2 separate regions of the Zea mays genome follow, and region 2 is linked to region 1. The links are chromatin contacts, called in public Hi-C maps. All regions are on one chromosome and are shown on one strand. Each heading gives the region's core, a stretch centred on a gene start, on an enhancer-like site or on the middle of the called end of the contact. The rest is flanking DNA. Distances are from core to core; before and after follow the strand shown.

Evidence for each region. Hi-C and Micro-C count contacts between places; a contact is called where the count stands out from the background.
Region 2: a Hi-C map of ear shows a contact between it and region 1, with 5 times the contacts expected there. The contact joins the promoter of LOC542719 here to the promoter of LOC100283708 in region 1. A contact is called at or near these places in 8 of 25 Hi-C or Micro-C datasets (bundle sheath, ear, endosperm and 3 more) and 1 of 3 datasets of contacts at active chromatin or transcription factors (leaf).

Annotation. Positions count from the first base shown.
Region 1 is chr6:9,729,524-9,733,563 of Zm-B73-REFERENCE-NAM-5.0, forward strand. LOC100283708 (CID11) reads right to left here and starts at 2,257. Exons shown (of 10, transcript NM_001156607.2): 1 at 1,324-2,257; 2 at 1,083-1,217. The coding sequence starts at 1,647.
Region 2 is chr6:9,878,992-9,883,031 of Zm-B73-REFERENCE-NAM-5.0, forward strand. LOC542719 (acidic ribosomal protein P1a) reads left to right here and starts at 2,189. Exons shown (of 3, transcript NM_001112231.1): 1 at 2,189-2,288; 2 at 2,385-2,508; 3 at 3,126-3,474. The coding sequence starts at 2,220. The coding sequence ends at 3,262.

The sequences.
Region 1 (4,040 bases), core at 1,007-3,506:
AGCTTATGACTGTAAGCACTGATGCCAACTACAGATAGTCAAACAGATATTAAGTGTACAATGACAAGCAGGAGTGTCAGCATGACTGGCATACTTGTAAAGTCAAGATCTCCCATAGCATACATGGAAGGAATGGAGACAAATGTGCCCAGAGTTTGACAGGAATCAACCAAACATGGTCCCCTAGGTATTTCACAGAATAGAACATGTTCCTTGCACTCAGAAATATATGGAATTCTGAGATAAATGAAGGAATTCAGAAAGCAGAGGCACCTAGTATTTCTAGCAGTGCCTACAACATGGTCTACAACAGTGCACTACACAGAAGGAACCACAAAACAGTTCTCTTGAAGGTCACACTTCCTAGTAAGGAACCCTTGCTCCGTAGGTGATCAGACAGTCCATAAACATCTTTGATGAAACCAGCAACATGATATTATAGATCCTACCCCAACATAAGATGCCATGACACAAAACACACGAACAAAAGGAGAGATGCCACACTGCAGCGGACAGAAGCACATGGCAGGTGAACCCAAGAAAGATGAACCACATCACCAGAGAAGAACAATACTAAAGGCTCGCTGCAGCACAGGCAGCCAAGCACACAAAAGGCAAAACAGAACAGAGCACACAGCTTTCCAGATTCCGCACGGAACAAATAGCCAAGCAGCAGCAAGATAAACTAGCACAAAGTGGCATCAAAATCTACCAAAGCAGCGGCCAAAAAGGATGGCTCATACTCGGGGGGCGGCAACGCCCATGCCTCTAGTACTGCCTACTGCGTGCGTGGTGGCGTATGCCACACCCCAACCTGTGCTCCCCGAGCCATCACGCTCATGACAAAACATCATCCGCTCTCGTGATCTCATCCTGTTGCCCAGGAGCACGCACGGACAGAACCCGGAATTAATCGTCACGGCTAGTGCGACGAGAAAGAAAATAACAAATTGGCATCAGAGATCGGTCAATCGATCGGTATCGGTAGGTAGGCTGCTAGCGGGAGAGGGAAAATTCCCAACTGGCTCGACTAGACTAGACACGACACGACACGGGGGGGGAGGAGGAAATGGATCGGGGACCTGGTGATCGATGTCGGAGACGTAGACGGTGCGGCGGATGATCTCGTCGCGCTGCGCCATGCTGGTGCGGCTGTTGGTCCGCCTCCTGGCGGGGTGACCGTGGCCGCTGAACCCTCCTCCGGCTCCGCCCTTCTTCTGCAGCGGAGCGGATCATCAGCTGGGAGACATCGGAAACGGAACCGACGCGAGCAGGACCGCAGGGGGGAGGGGGGCAGGCCAAAATCTGAAGGAGCGTCCGTACCCTGCCTCGTGCGGCGTGGGCGTCCGCGACGGCCGGGAAGCCGACGACGCCGCCGTGGCCCGGCGAGGCGACCGCGAAGCCGGCGCCGGCCGGGTAGAAGCCGTAGGCGGCGGGGGAGAGCGGCGCGGGCGTGAGGGCGGCGGGGGAGGCGAGGGACGGCGGGACGAACTCCTCGGCCATGGGGTTGAGCTTGGAGAGCAGGTCCTCCAGATCCCGCATCTCGCGCTCCCCGGCGTCGGCGCCAGCGCCCGCGCCCGCGCCCGGTGCCTCCTCCTGGAGCGGCGGCGCGGCGTGGTCGGCGGCGGCGGCCTCGACGACGGCCATCGGAGTCGGCCGGCCCGGGAGGAGGAGGAGAGTGGAGCGGGGCGGAGGTGAGGGGTCGGAGGGTTCTGGAAGGCCTTCTGTGGCGGGGTCGGACGCGACGAGGCGGGCGAATATATTGAGGCAGGAAGCAGCGGAGGTGGATCGGCGCAGGGGTGGCCGCAGCAGACCAGCCGGGAGTGGGGAAGGGGATGCTGCAGACTGCAGGGGTGGGTGGTGGGTCGTCGCGGGGATGGATGATGATGGTACCTACGCCGCTACGCGCGCATCGGCGGGTTGGTGGCGCGCCTGCGACAGCAGCAGCGGCAGAGCAGTCAGCAGAGCGGGGGGGCAGAGCCGACCGGAGCAGAGCTGCAGCAGGGGCCAGCCGGCAAGGGGAGGGGGGAGATGCGCGCCTGCGCTGCGCTGCGCTGCGCCTCTCTCTCCTCTTCTTCGGTCTCTCTCCCAGACAGGAAGAGCAGGCTCGCCCACCCTCCCGTTTGCCTTTTTTGGGCGCTGCCCCCTCCGGTACGGTGGCGATGCACTGGTGCCTGCTGCTTTTTTTTTCTTTCTCTCTCTCTCTCTCTCTCTCTCTCCCAGTCCCGTGGTGCGCCTGTTCCCTTCTGCTGCTTCGCCGGCCGCCCCCGGCGCCCTGCTGGCTCTTTAGCCAAAAGCCCCTCTCCTCCATGTCGCACAACGCCTTCCGAAAAAAAAAAAAAGTGGTGCGGTGTGGTGTATCAGAAAACGCAGCGCAGCGGGGCGTCCGTTGCGAAAACGAGATACCACAAGGGTCTTTGCACGAAATAAAAAGACGACGAGGAAGGTTGTTGCGTTCTGCTTCGGCCAAGTCTAGTAGTCTGACGGGCTCCATTCCTTTCTATCCATCGGCACAGTTTGTTGGCTGGTTGGCCTGGCCTGGCCCGCACGCCTTCATCCCGGCGGCCCAAAAGCCAGATGACGCTCTCCCGCGTCGTGTTCCCCGGACCCAAAGGATCGCCGAGGCAGTGGCAGGTTTCTGCTTTCGGTTGCTGCGCTGAACCCTGCCTACGAATACAGAAGAGCAAGTAGTAGTGCTGAAATAGCAGAAAGAACGGCTTTATCTTCGTACATCTATATGCCTGGCAGCTAAATGTAAACGTAATGGCCTTCCTCTGAGGATCAATCATGGAATATATTGTCAATCCAACAAAGGTTATAGGCTTATAGCTTGGTAGGTCCCATCGGTGGTTCAAATCCAAGATCGCATACAGAAGTCACGAAGGAGGTGTTTGGTTCTCCTCGCTCAAGTTTAGCTTATGTCACATTCCATGTTTACTGTCATTCTGTGTATTGGAAGATGATGGTTGTCTCACATAGTCTCTGAAAGAGGTCAACCAAACTTTGGTATGAGCTCAGGACGGACACAAGCGATGGGTTATGGCCACACCTCAGCTTTATAACCTCTTATACCTAAATTAAAATAAACAGGAACTAAATCTAACGAAAAGCATGTTTTGATCTAACTTTTTCTCCACACTCCACTGCTCAGTTCACTCCCACTTGACTCGTTTGATTCCATCCACTAGCACTAGCTCACTCGCGGCTTACTCACTCCTTCAATCATCGAGTGGTCGTTTAGTGAGTGACCTAACCCGCCCACTGCAAGCACCACCTTGTCTCCTTGTCAACTCGTCGTCTTATCAGGGTCCCACACGTAGCACTACTACTTTGCTTCCTAGTATGTGCCTGCGGGCAGTTATGCTGTCGATGGAATCCTTCCTTAGCAATGTCAATGTGGCATTGAGAGCACCTAGAGGAGGGTGAATAGGTGATCCTGTAAAAATCAAAAACTAATAGCTACAAAACTTGATTATGAAAGTTAGAACGGTTAAGTAGCTTGAAGTTAGTTCTTGTGAACACAGATAATCAAATAGAAAGCACACAAGAGACACGTGATTTTTATCCCGTGGTTCGGCCAAGTAGTACTTGCCTACTTTCACGTTGTGGCGTTCCAATGGATGAGAGTTGCACTCAACCCCTTTCAAGTGATTCAATGATCAACTTGAATACCACCGCTTTTCTTTTTTATCTCTTTTTCCCGTTTGCGAGGAATCTCCACAAGTTGGAGTCTCTCGCCCTTACAACAAAGATCTCAATGAAAGCACAAGAGTAAGGTTGGGAGCAACACACATAAAGCCGCAGCACACACACGCACACAAGCTAAGACTTGAGCTCAAAATGAAGCACAAAGAGTTCACAACTAGAACGGAGCTCAAATCACTAACATAATCGATCAAGTGCGCAGAGATGGAGTGTGGGAGACTTAGAATGCTTAGTGAATGCTTGGGTGTCTCCTCCATGCGCCTAAGGGTCCCTTTTATAGCCCTAAGGCAGCTAGGAGCCGTTGGAGGCCAACAAGGAAGGCCAAAGTTGCCTTC
Region 2 (4,040 bases), core at 939-3,438, 150 kb after region 1:
TGAAGGTACATCCTTCATGACATTCGTCCGAAGATCGTTATATCCTAAGGGAAATAATGCTTCGAAGGACGAAGGACATTAACATTTAATACTTTGTGTTTCCTTGTTCTTAACTCATAGCATTTGAGAACAAGTCCCCAACAACAACATACCGTCTTGCGCCCCTTCGTCTCACATCATATCGTCTGATGAGTCTCCAACTAACCTAAACGTGGTTGTGACCCTTCAATTTTGACGTAAAATTGGTTCTAGCACCTTGCTAGTTGTAGATGTACATCGATCTGGTGAAGCTACCTGTGCATAGATATTTTTTGTTTATTGCTATCTAGATATTTTTGTTTTCCCCCTCTATTTTTTCTTGCTTCAAGTTTTGGAAGGAGCATCGATTTTTTTACTACAATTGTCTGCTTGATGCTATTCTCAATTACTTCTTCGACATAAAAGTTACAGTAAGTGGTGAATTTAACACACGATGCTATTTGTTGCAGAGACTTATGATGCTCCTTATCATCTTGATAGAAATTCATTTATGCAATATTTTTTGTGATGTACAAAGCTCCTGCTGGTTAGAAATAGAAACACATGGCATTTTGGTTGAGGTTATCTTCTGCTCCTATGTGAACCACAAATATGTCATGTCGCTAACATGTATTTGCTACAAATACATTCATCAATTTAGATTACTAAAATATTCAGATAAACAAAAGCAGTAATGTGCTTTTATGATGCACCTTTAGAATCAGTCTCAAGGGAAATATATATCATCGTGATTGGTTAGTTGTTGATATAACCAAAGCTGCCAATAATATGAATTACTTTTACAAATACTCCATGAAATTCTATTGAATCAACTCGCTGCCCTACGTACTTCTTTGTCCCGCCTCCCTTCCCACACCATCTTTGTCCCCAACCTCCATCCCCACGCCATCTCCCTGCGTCCTCCCCACGACCTCCCCTGAAATTCTGTATTGGTTGTTGCCGGAGAATTTACAAGATTGAGATCGATAATATGTAGTATTTGTTTTTATGTAATCGTTATGTATTAATATTTTGTCGAATATTTTGTTTGTCGTTATAACGTACGAGCACTTGACTAGTCTTCAATTATGTTCCTTCAACCACGATTCTATGGTCACCGCCAACTAAGCACTTAAACCCCTGCATCATTCGTGTGATGTGAATTGTTTGTTGCAAAAAACCCATGCTTTCCTTCTTCCCTGGACAATTGCACGAGATGTTCCTAGAACCTTCTCCAAATTTTGAGGGAGGACCTGGTTGCCGCAACGCAAGCGCACTCGGTCGCCGGTCATGGCCCCTCACATCCAGGCGTCAGGATTCAAGACGTGCATATGTGCACATCCATGTCCATATGCATAAGATACGTTGCCCTAGCACCTGTCCTCGCTACCCCGCTCCTTCCCCCTCTCTAGCTCACTCCTGATATTATCACTTAACCTTCATATTATTATTATAAAACTATTTTTATCTAATAGTCTAGTCTACAATATCGTACCACCTAAAAATTTGTCCTGCGTCCATCACTGTGCTTGTTGTTTGGACCACCAATTCATCCTAAAACCTGTAGGTTTCAAAATGGTTGTATATTTCTCTTGATCAAGCAGTTTTGGACATAGACGTGTCCATCTTGAAGTGCGGCTTTGCCATAATCAAATCGAAACAGCAGAAAGGCCTGAAAGGGAATAACAAAAAAAGATGAATGGTCTGGTCTTTACCTAACCCAGTGAGACTTGTATGTCTTCTTAGGGGGTGTTTGGTTTCTAGTGACTAATATTTAGTCTCTACATTTTATTCCATTTAAGTTACAAAATTGTTAAATATAGAAACCAAAACTCTATTTTAGTTTCTATATTTGACAATTTATACACTAAAATGGAATAAAATGATGAGACTAAATATAGAAACCAAAGAGCGATGACGACGCAATGAACAAAGCCCACGATAAGGCCCAGGCCAGCCCAAGCTTCTGCCTCGCGAAAACCCTAACAATTCCAGCCCCTATATAACCACACCCACGCCGCCTCCGCCCGAACCCTAGAATCCACCCTGCCGCCTCACCGCCTCTCTCAATCTGGTATGTGCCGTCCGTCGCCTCAGTCTCTTCCCGCCGCCGCTTCGGAGACTAACTTCTCTCCCTTTGTTGTTCTCTCTTCGCAGATACCGCAGATCCGTCGTCCGGTGAGTGGAAGCCGCACGAACCCATGGCCTCCGGCGAGCTTGCCTGCACCTACGCCGCTCTCATCCTCAGCGACGATGGCATCGCCATCACCGTGCGTCCTTCTCCCTCGCCGCCGGCTCTTTTAAATCTCCCCGCTTATTCTTTTTGAGCGGGTGAGGAGATGCGTGATTGTTCCTCTTCTTGGCAGGCCGAGAAGATCGCCACGATCGTGAAGGCGGCCAACATCAAGGTCGAGTCCTACTGGCCGGCCCTCTTCGCCAAGCTCCTGGAGAAGCGCAACGTCGAGGACCTCATCCTCTCCGTTGGATCTGGTATGCATCCCCCCTTTGCCCCTCAAGATATTATGCCCGGGGTTTGCAATGTGTGGGTAGTTCGTGGTGGCGACGTTGTAGATTTAGCTTATTTCGTTATGTTGCTTGTCTTTTATTGATCTTAAACTTGTTCGAGACGTATTGAAACAGTTTTTATCACCCAACCATGTGACATTGTCAGTTCTAGAAATTCAACTTGAATGATTATAAGTCGTCATATTCACTGTAATTGAACCTTTGATTCGACAGTAGGCTCAATTGGACGATAGTGTGTATTTATATACTTACAATAAACTGAGAAGCAAGTATCTGTCTCTTTACCTGAATTGGACCTTAGGGTTTCAATGTTTAATTTGACACTGTACATGGCGCATATGTTTGAATCTTCATTGCATTACTGAAATGCAAGACAATGCCCTGGGTATTTTCAGAATGCAGGAGTATGGGACCTTTAATTTGTGCCAACCTTAGCTGCACTGAAGATTGTAACAGTGCATGTTTATACTTGAATTGGATGGTGGATTGTGTTGAATTTGTCACCCTTTGCTTTGATATAAGAACCTCTAGTTATATGCTAGAAGGACTAATCGTTTTGGTGTGTTGAAATGGTTTTGTAGGTGGCGGAGCTGCTCCAGTTGCTGCTGCCGCACCTGCTGGTGGTGCTGCGGCTGCTGCTGCCCCGGCTGTCGAGGAGAAGAAGGAAGAGGCCAAGGAGGAGTCTGATGACGACATGGGCTTCAGCCTGTTCGACTGAGGAGACCCCCTCACCCAGCCATTAGCAAATTTCACTTGTGCTGTCAAAGACTATCTTGTCTTATGTTATGTCTCTAGGCTTTTGTTACAACTACCCAAGTTTTGAGTTTTTGAGATGTGGCTATGGCATGAACTCAAACCATCTTATGAGGGTGAAACCTGTTTCTAATTTCTATATTGTTGCTGTTCATTAAAAAAAGAAAAAAGGCTACCAAAAGGTGAGCCCCAGGTACCACGGTTGGCTATGACATGAGAATATATGATGTGCTTAAGGCCACCAAACCAACAGACCCTATATGCGGCTACACAACCATCATCTATGACCTAATCACCTAACCACTAACACCACAACTCATTTTTAAGGTTGAACTCGCGTGTGCCAGAGGCTGTTGAAGGGCACCGGCACCTCCCCTATACCAAATGGCACCTTCATAAACAGCTTCTTGAATAACAGCAGGAACAAATGGCCTTCTCTCCTCAAAGACAACATTTCGGTGCTTCCAAATTTTCCAAGTAACCAAAATAATTATGGAATTGAGACCTTTTTGATGCTCCTTAGGAACTGCCCTAACAGTGCTTCTCCACCAACTTAGGCCCTGTTCGTTTTGTGCTCATCCACAGGGATTGAGGGGGATTAAATCCCCTACAAGTCAAAATCCTCTCCAATCCCTTCCAATCCCCCTCAATCCCTATGGTTTTGGGATCAAACGAACATGGCCTTAGGAATATGTCATTGTGCCACCGCATATTAATGAATAAATGAGTCCATACTTCTCTAG